Regions from separate parts of the Pan troglodytes genome. Here regions 1 and 3 are each linked to region 2. A link is a contact called in public Hi-C data. All regions are on one chromosome and are shown on one strand. The core of a region is the stretch at or near the end of the contact, and the rest is flanking DNA. Distances in the headings are between cores, read along the strand shown.

Region 1 (2,700 bases), core at 116-2,615, 260 kb after region 2:
GAAAAAAGAAAGTAAAAGGAAAGCAGGATCAATGAGAAGATTTTATTTTTCTTAGGTATGATTTTTCAGGGAGCAACCCAGAAAGCTGTCTTCAGGCTGAAACAATTTCAAAGTATTGTTTAAGCGGATGACATTCTCCAGCACTCAGTTATCCATTGTGCATCTATTATATCTTTGAACTCAACTCTCTTGTTTAACAAGGGTGTGTGTGTGTGCCTGTTGTGTATGCGTGTGTGTTTAGAAAACCTAGGTTCCCCAGTGGTGCTTCCTTGGCTGAATAGGGTGGGTTTCTTTCGTTTTTCTCGCATTGGTGTTTTCTGGACAACTGTACTGAGCGCTATTGATGCATCGGTGCTCTGCCCGTGCCCGTGGGCGGAGGACATAGGCTGTGGGTGTGTCCCGCCCGCAGGCGCGCGTGCGTGTGTGTGCGTGTTTGTGTGTGTGTGTGTATACACCCATTCTCTGGTGTGCATCAAATGGAGCCTTTTTTTTTCTTGCCCGTGTCTGCGTCCTGCGTATATTAGTATTATGCAAATAGAGTCATTTCGCTTGAGTATTTTTTTTTTGGAGGGGGAGGGGATGAACCATTTTAATTCTTCTCTAGTATTTTCTCGGCAGTCTTTCCACTGAGTGTGAATTCATTTGGATGCCTTTTCTGAGGTCCGTCTCTCTCTCTCTCTCTCTCTCTGTGTGTGTGTGTGTGTGTGTGTGTGGAGGGGGAGACTGCGTGCCGGTCAGTGGGTGTGTGCCTCGGTGTGTGGAAGAGCGTGCACAGCCTGTGAGAACCTTGTGAGCGATATGTGTTCTCTCCAGGTGTTCTGTTTGTCTCTACCTCCCGTGCTTTGCGTTCTCGGAGGTGATTATGTGCATATTTACATATATGTGCCTATTCTCCTGCCTTCATGTATTGTCTTTCTCCACAATCCAGATATTTCTTATATATTCTCTTATCTTTTGGCAAAGTGCCTTTTTTATTCCTCGAAGAATATTTATTGATGTGATAATCTGAAATGAAAAGTGGTCTCCCATGAAGGAGATGGAAGAGAAAGGAGTGTTCATCTTTCTTAATAGACGGGGCAGAGCCAGTTGACTGGATCACAGGGTTTCTCTGCACTTTCTGCGTGTGTGTCTGTGTGTGGGGGGTGGGGGCGGGGGCGGGGGCGGGGGAGGAGGGAAAAGGAGCCTTTAACCAGAACAAAGATAGGCCATCGCGCCCCCTTGCGGACAGGCTGCATATTGCGCCGACCAGGCCCGCCCCGGCTTTCTTTAGCCGAATGAATCTTGTAATTTCCTCCGTTAAACCATTCAGGGGCCGCCTCTCAGACCCAGCCCCCGGCCATCAGCCAATCACCAGGCGCCATGCAAATCATCTCTTCCGTTCTCCAAACCCGCGTCAGCCTCTGCGGCTGCTCTGGCCACCCCGCCCCAGCCTCATTTCCTTCCCTCCCCTCCCCTTCCCTCCTTCGCCCCCGCCCGAGCAGCTGCCGGGGAAGAGGGCAGTGCTGGGTGCCTCATGCATATTCAGACCGATCCTCCTCCTCCCTCCACCTCCTGCCCCCTCCTGCCGCCTCCTCCCTTTTCCCCGGCCGCGCCCGCGCTCCTGGAAGTGCAGTTCTCCGAGCTCTGGTCCTGAGCAGCTGTTTCCCAGAAGAAGGCCTACGTGCGCTCTTGGAGCAGACGAGGGAAAGGGAGGAAGGCTCTACCCTTAAAATCCTCTCGAAGGTCAAGTTTGAGACTTGCCGAAAGGAGGAGAAAAGTGTCGAAAAATGCCGCTACAGGGTTTGCGGGAAGGTTCTGCACGGAGACTGGTTGGAAATGCCTTTCTCCCCCTAAATACCAGATTAATTTCTCTGAAACACACAATGTATTTGTCATGCCCAAAGGATGATGATAGATGGTTTTTTAAGCCCAGAGTAAAGTGTGCATTTGTCTTGTATATCAAGGCTACAATGAAACCACGAAGAACTGGAGAGGAGATCACCCAGCGTTAGCTGCTTAATAGGAGCGGGGAGAGCGAGTGAGGACTGGAGACGGGGGGCGGGGCGAGTGGTGGCCCAAGACCTGCTCCAGGTGGGCTGTTCCCTGTCGGCTCCTGGAACAGGACGGGTAAGCCGACTAAGAGCGCAAATGGGGACCCATGAAAAGAAAAAAAAAACAAGATCCGGGAATAGTTTGTTACTGTTATTTACATCCAGACTCTGGTTTTCCGGCCCTTTACAGCTGCTGGTGAAGAGTATTCAAGCTTTGAATACTGCTCTGAACTGACCTTGAGGCACATTGAGAGGAAAAATCACTGGAGAAAATCGCGGTTTGTGTAGTGCTTTGAGATCCTCTAACGCGAAAGCAAGAGAATTGTGAAGTGACCTTGTTTCATAGATCTCTCTACGTCCACACTGGAATACTAAGGGACTTTTTAGTGAGAATTGAGTCAGTTCCCCCTTAAATCTTACACCGCAGAGAAGTGAGTAGAGACCGCAAGATTTAAAATAACATTTTGTCAGCTTTTATTCTTTCAACACATTTTTATGGAGTGGTGCTTATTGTGTGCCAGGTACACAGCATCTTTTTCCATGCGAAACACATTACGCAGGCAGTGATTTGCAGGTGTACCGGAAATTAGGGAAAGGGATAGGAATTCTGGATGCTTTCTGTTCTGGAATTGCTCATTGTCTTGCAAGAAGAAGAGATATAATAACAGAT
Region 2 (2,700 bases), core at 108-2,607:
AATAAAAGAAACCAGCCATATTTACCCATCAATTTATAATAACAATTAATGTTTTTAAAATATTTTGGTTTAAAACACTGAGAAAATGAAAATCACTACTTACAAAATACAATAAACCAAAAAGCACATCATTAACATGAATAATACACAGATTATTGGCAAAAACATTTATAATCTAAAAACTTCCACAACGTTGAAATTAAAACTGTCAGATTCCTTTTTTTTTTTTTTTTAAAAGGAAAATGCAGTCTTTAGGATTACCATATAATATAACCACCAGATACATTTATTTTATTTTCTGTTTTAACATGTCACCTCTGGGCATTGTTTAGATATTAAAATTGGGCAGTAAACCTATTTCTTAATCTTTTTTTAATTCCAAAAAAAAATTATTTTGGGAAAGAAGCTAGGCTGTTTGTTTTGTCTTGTTTTATTAAGTGTAAATCTATGTTTGTACTTCTGATTTTGGAGGTTTAATAATCCTTTCCTTGATGCTGTAAATAGAAATTGGTCTCCCACCTCCCAGCAGTTTTCAGATTCTAGATTAGGAACCCAAGTGAGTGAAGAAATCTCCCAACCCCCATCAGGGACTACTCTAACTAGAGAAAAATCAAAGAAAATACTTCAGGCACTACATCCTGCCTTTATCCAAATTCAGGAGGCTGAGAGACAGACACACTAACCAAAACGGGGCACAAGCGAGAAATGGCTGTTCCAGAAAGAAGCAACACACAGAGCCTCAACTCGCACAAAGACAGAGCACCAATTACACAGAAAACCACCACCAAAGGAACCCAGAAACACTCAGACATGCTTTAGAGATGCCTTAAAATGCTCACGTGGAAAAGAAAGAGAAAATAAGTTTAAGAGATTGTATCCTTTTATTTTTAATTTTTAAAAATGTAATTAGTGACTTCATACTTTTTCCTTCTTTGTATAAAATTGCTATTCTGATGTGCACATGGGTACTAGAAACAGTCATTAAAAAGATAATAATATTTGAGCATAGTGCCTGCCTGAAGCTGGGTATTTTGCCTGTGATTGTTTTTTTTTTTATTCGGTTTTATTTTACTTTTTTAGAATACATACATGGTATAAAGTGAAAGAAAGGCATACTGTAGACCTCTGTGAGATGAAACAGCGTAGCAAAATCTGAATTTTATACTTAGTTTTCAAACTATTGAATAATATCCTAGGAGACCTCTTAGGTCTTAACTGGATTAAAATGAATATATTTGTGCTCTGGCTCTTTTCAGCTAACTAATGTGCATGTGAATTGATAGTGTGCGAGGGAGCAGGCGAGAGCAAGTGTATATGACACCGGGAGTTGATGCAGGGGCCAGGCCGAGTGTGACTGTGTGAAGGAGCGTGCAGGACGGTGTGGGCTGCCTGGACAGAGTGAGAAATGAAAATTAACAGGCCTTGGGGTCTGGTGCGTTTTGTCCAGAAACACAAGAGAAGCTTAGTTGGGATGAGGGGGGAGGGGAAGGGTGTTGGTGAAGGGAGGGTGGAGAAGGAGGTGTGGCGTGTGTGTGTGTGTGTGTGTGTGTGTGTGTGACTCTGAGGTTTCAGTTATGGCTAAGCCTTGGGTTTTTGTTTTGGCGGTTCCCAGCATAAATAGGCTGAAGTTTCAGGTTCAGGGTGGAGTGCATGCCAGGGGATGAGATCGTCGTTCTGAGTTTCTCTTTCTGGCCCTTCTCTATGGTTGCTGCTCAGAACATTGCTGCTGTGAAGGAGTGGGGGGAGAAGCAAGGGATGGGGGTCTGTCTGCAGCTGCCCCTCTCACACTTGAATAAAAGAACTTTTTTTTTCAGGGGTAGGGAAGCTGTGAATACCTTTCCCAATAAGAGATGAGGCATATTGAAAACTATATTAAATTACCCTGATTAACAATTTAGCCACGAACAGGGGAGCTTTGGGAGATCTCTATAGGCAGGACTGGGGGCTATTCATGCCAGCAGCTAAGAGGTCGAAAGGTTTCTGAAGTTCACAGGCTCAGAGCCTTTGTTATGCTAACAGACAATCTCAAATCAGCTGCCTAGTGGAGTGTGAAATATAAATGATTCCTTGAGAACTTCCAATAAGTTGTCACTCTTGCTCTCCAAATACCAGGACAGGCTGCTAATTTCTAGCGGGCCCTTTTGCAACATTGCTAGCCCTAAATGAATGCCTTTGTAGTTCAAATAATCTTTTCAAGGGAGCTGTCCTATCATCATAGCCCAAATGCATCTTGGTTTTGACTATTAAATGAAAATCAGGGCTCAACTGTGCTTGACTTTTCCAAGCGCCCGATGTTTGGGAAGGATGGTGGCAGCTCTCATGCACAACAAGTTAGCACCCACCGCAGGAGGGCCAGGGCATTAATAACAGCCCACAGCCCCGAGCTACCCCAACTCTCACCCCCACTCCCTACTGGGAACAAAGCTCCAGGAGAGATTTACGTGACTTCCCTTGGGCTGGACTACCTTCCTCTTTCAACCACACCAACATTTCTTTAATTTATGGACCCTCTATCCAAGAGGATAGCCAGCTGACCTGCTAGCATCTGACTGGTCACTTCGAAGCATCAACTTTGGGGATGGATCTATTCATTCTTCAAGGCAGACAAGGCCAAGGGGAAGAGGGCAAGGTGTGTGTCCAGGCCATGCCCCTAGTATCAGATGCCTGTGGATATTATTTTATCATTTTCCCATAAGAAGG
Region 3 (2,700 bases), core at 112-2,611, 260 kb before region 2:
TTGGATAAAGGTTAAAAAAAAGATTCAGGAAGACTTCTTCAGTGTCCTTGCTGAATGTGAATGGGTATTTTCACTAGTATCAATCCCTTAATGAAGTTGCCATTATGCATAATAATGAGATATGCATTATTTACATTCAAAATGGAATATTTTCCAAAGTGACTGTTCTTTAGGTCACCTTGAACAGTAAATTTTCCACCACAAGAGTTCTTTGTGTTTATTTTTAAAATTAAAATAATTTTCTTATTTGGAAAAATATAAAATTCTAATTTGATTTTTGTGTAGCCTGATGAAAATTAAGAAACCATTTAAATTATAAGGAAGCCATATAGATGAATACATATAAATATTTTAAGATATTTTAGCATTTTAGGAATTTTGACTTTTTAAAAATGGAGAGATGAAGCCAAAGGCTTTATTTTCCAATGTGGCTAGAAAATGAATGACAGTATGTAACTGTCTATGTATCTATTTTTTTCCCATGAATCTATACATCTGGAAATGTCACTGTGGTTTCAGAAAATTGATACCCTTTCCTCCCTAATGTGCTACAGTTAAGTAAAACACACCATAATATGTTGCATTTAGTGGGAGCTGGGGGTGGCAGTGGTGAGATGGGCAACACAGGACAAGGTGTTCTTTAAGACTAAGAACTTATTAGAATCAGTTATTGAGTAAAAAAGATATCTATAATGCTGGGTCGATTGTTTTAACATGACTACTTCGAGATAGTTAAACAGGTCCTACAGCAATTGGGACATGTAAGGCAGTTCTTCAGTGTCTCTGGATTTTAATGGATGGCTTTGTTAACCCTGTTTCTTTGCTCATCGGTTTCTTAACACAACTTAAACAACCTAGTACAGAAATCAGCAGAACCCTCTATTCCTATTTGCTCAGAGAACCCATTTCACCCCTTCTGGGAACTGTTCGACTTATTTGTGGAATTAATTCTAAGATGGTGAATGGAAATGGAAAGTATATAGTTGTGATTGATATTAAGGAATATTTATCTGCCCTCAATCAGGGCTGCGAGAGTTAGTGCACTTCCTTAGAAAGGTGATGACCATGTTTGAGGTGGGAGCGTGTGGCTTTCCGCTTTTCAGCCAACTGCCAGACCACAGGGGGTAGGGCTTTTAAAAAGTGCAGATAATCGACTTTATTCAGGGAAATAGGGAGTTTTGAGCCATATTTGTTCAAAAAGCAGCACATCACTGTGCTTGATGGTTTGACTTGGTTTTCGTTGAGCGCGGGCATAGCGCATTCTGGAGATCTAAAAATAGCCAGGCTTAGCCGCCGCCTTGCAAGGTACTTGGCGTGGGCGGTGCAAAGAGGAGACAGCCGACTCTGTGACTGGCTGCAGAAGCGGTTAGGCTAGGCAGTGGCAGCAGCGAAGGCGGCTGGCCCGCCGCGGGGCAGGACGACGCCTCCCGCTGACCGCCAACTGCCCGAGTCCTCCTGCAGCTGCTGCGGCTCGCGGCCCTCGCCTGAAAGCGGGCGTCTGATTGGTGTTTCCCGGGAGACAGGCTCCTCTAGCTGATGGAGCTGGTGCGCCGGCGCGCGCGCTCCCGGGTTGGCGCGCGACTGGGAGGCCGGGGGCGCGCTGCGGCCCGGGTAGCAGGCTGGGAGGCCGCCCAAGTTTGCGCTAGCTCAAGTTCCCGTGCCCGCGCTCGGCGCCTTGGAGGCTGCTGGACACCGGCGCGGAGCTGCGGGGCTCGGCAGGGGCGGGTCGTCAGACTGTCCTTTGCCTGGCACGCTGAGCTGCGTCCGCGAAGGCTATTCCGGTTTTTTTTTTTTTTAATTATTATTTGCCAGCCTCTCGGCCCCTAATCAGCGACCTTGGTCATTGCCTCTGCGCCACCTCCGGTCTGCGGTTGCTTGGGAATCCCTGAGTTGAGCTTGTGAATGGGGGTGGCGTCGAGGTTTAGTCACGCCTGGACGTCGGTTAGAGGCAGGCATCTCCCAGCGGCCACCCCCTGCCACAGGGCACCTTCCTCAGGCGGCACGCAACTTGTGGTTAAGAAGCTTTCTTTTGCTGACACTCGGTGTCTCTAGTTTTGCCCAGGCTTCTTCCCTGGACGTGATCAATATCATTGATATAGATATTGTGTAACCCCCAAATCCCCCCTCCCCGCCACCACCACACACACACCGTTATTAACTTAGTGAAAAGCTGCTAACGGAAAGGGTCTCCCTGCGGGGAAGCTGGGGGGGTGGAGCGGGGGCGGGGAAGTTTTGCTCGGTGGCCGGCGTTGGTGAGCGCTTGCCGCTCTGGGCCCTTCCCTGGGGCAACTCCCACTTCTACCCCCATTGCCCATAGGAGCTCAGGGCACATCTTACCCCATCATCAGATTTGCTGGAAATATTAATCTCCTTGTTGGGTGGATACAGTAGAACTTGTTCAGAGATTACTTTAAAAAGAGATCTGGGTCTTAAGCACTTACTAAAGCCAGTTAATAACATCATGCATGGACATTTAAACTTGTTGTAAGTTGCAGAGAGGATTAGCGGGAAGTCACGCTGTGCGCAGCTAATGATACCATCTTAACTCTAACTGGGCTAAATCCAACTCGCCCGGCACAGGTCCGGCTCTGCGGCCCTCGGGTGAGGCTAGGAAAGAGCGCCTTGGAAAGAGGCCTTGGAAAGAGGGCCGAGACTGGCGGAGCCGCCCCGATCCTTACTGCGGGTGACGGTCACTGGTCC

The links. Hi-C and Micro-C count contacts between places; a contact is called where the count stands out from the background.
Region 1: a contact with region 2 is called in a Hi-C map of stem cell-derived neural progenitor cells, with 15 times the contacts expected there. The contact joins two enhancer-like sites. A contact is called at or near these places in 1 of 7 Hi-C or Micro-C datasets (stem cell-derived neural progenitor cells), 1 of 1 datasets of contacts at active chromatin or transcription factors (stem cell-derived excitatory neurons) and 1 of 1 other capture datasets (stem cell-derived neural stem cells).
Region 3: a contact with region 2 is called in a Hi-C map of stem cell-derived neural progenitor cells, with 7 times the contacts expected there. The contact joins two enhancer-like sites. A contact is called at or near these places in 1 of 7 Hi-C or Micro-C datasets (stem cell-derived neural progenitor cells), 1 of 1 datasets of contacts at active chromatin or transcription factors (stem cell-derived excitatory neurons) and 1 of 1 other capture datasets (stem cell-derived neural stem cells).

Annotation. Positions count from the first base shown.
Region 1 is chr4:28,008,451-28,011,150 of NHGRI_mPanTro3-v2.0_pri, forward strand. No RefSeq gene overlaps it. Among named protein-coding and RNA genes, the nearest start is that of TMEM161B, 130 kb to the left of the region's middle. Within about 2 kb of position 1,366, at least 16 of the 24 cell types and tissues checked have an H3K27ac peak or open chromatin away from gene starts, as enhancers often do. A contact at or near this core is called in stem cell-derived neural progenitor cells, where this site is marked.
Region 2 is chr4:27,748,389-27,751,088 of NHGRI_mPanTro3-v2.0_pri, forward strand. All of the region lies in intron 4 of LOC104006383 (a long non-coding RNA gene), which reads right to left. Among named protein-coding and RNA genes, the nearest start is that of TMEM161B, 130 kb to the right of the region's middle. Within about 2 kb of position 1,358, at least 14 of the 24 cell types and tissues checked have an H3K27ac peak or open chromatin away from gene starts, as enhancers often do. A contact at or near this core is called in stem cell-derived neural progenitor cells, where this site is marked.
Region 3 is chr4:27,486,825-27,489,524 of NHGRI_mPanTro3-v2.0_pri, forward strand. No RefSeq gene overlaps it. Among named protein-coding and RNA genes, the nearest start is that of MIR9-2, 5.7 kb to the left of the region's middle. Within about 2 kb of position 1,362, at least 17 of the 24 cell types and tissues checked have an H3K27ac peak or open chromatin away from gene starts, as enhancers often do. A contact at or near this core is called in stem cell-derived neural progenitor cells, where this site is marked.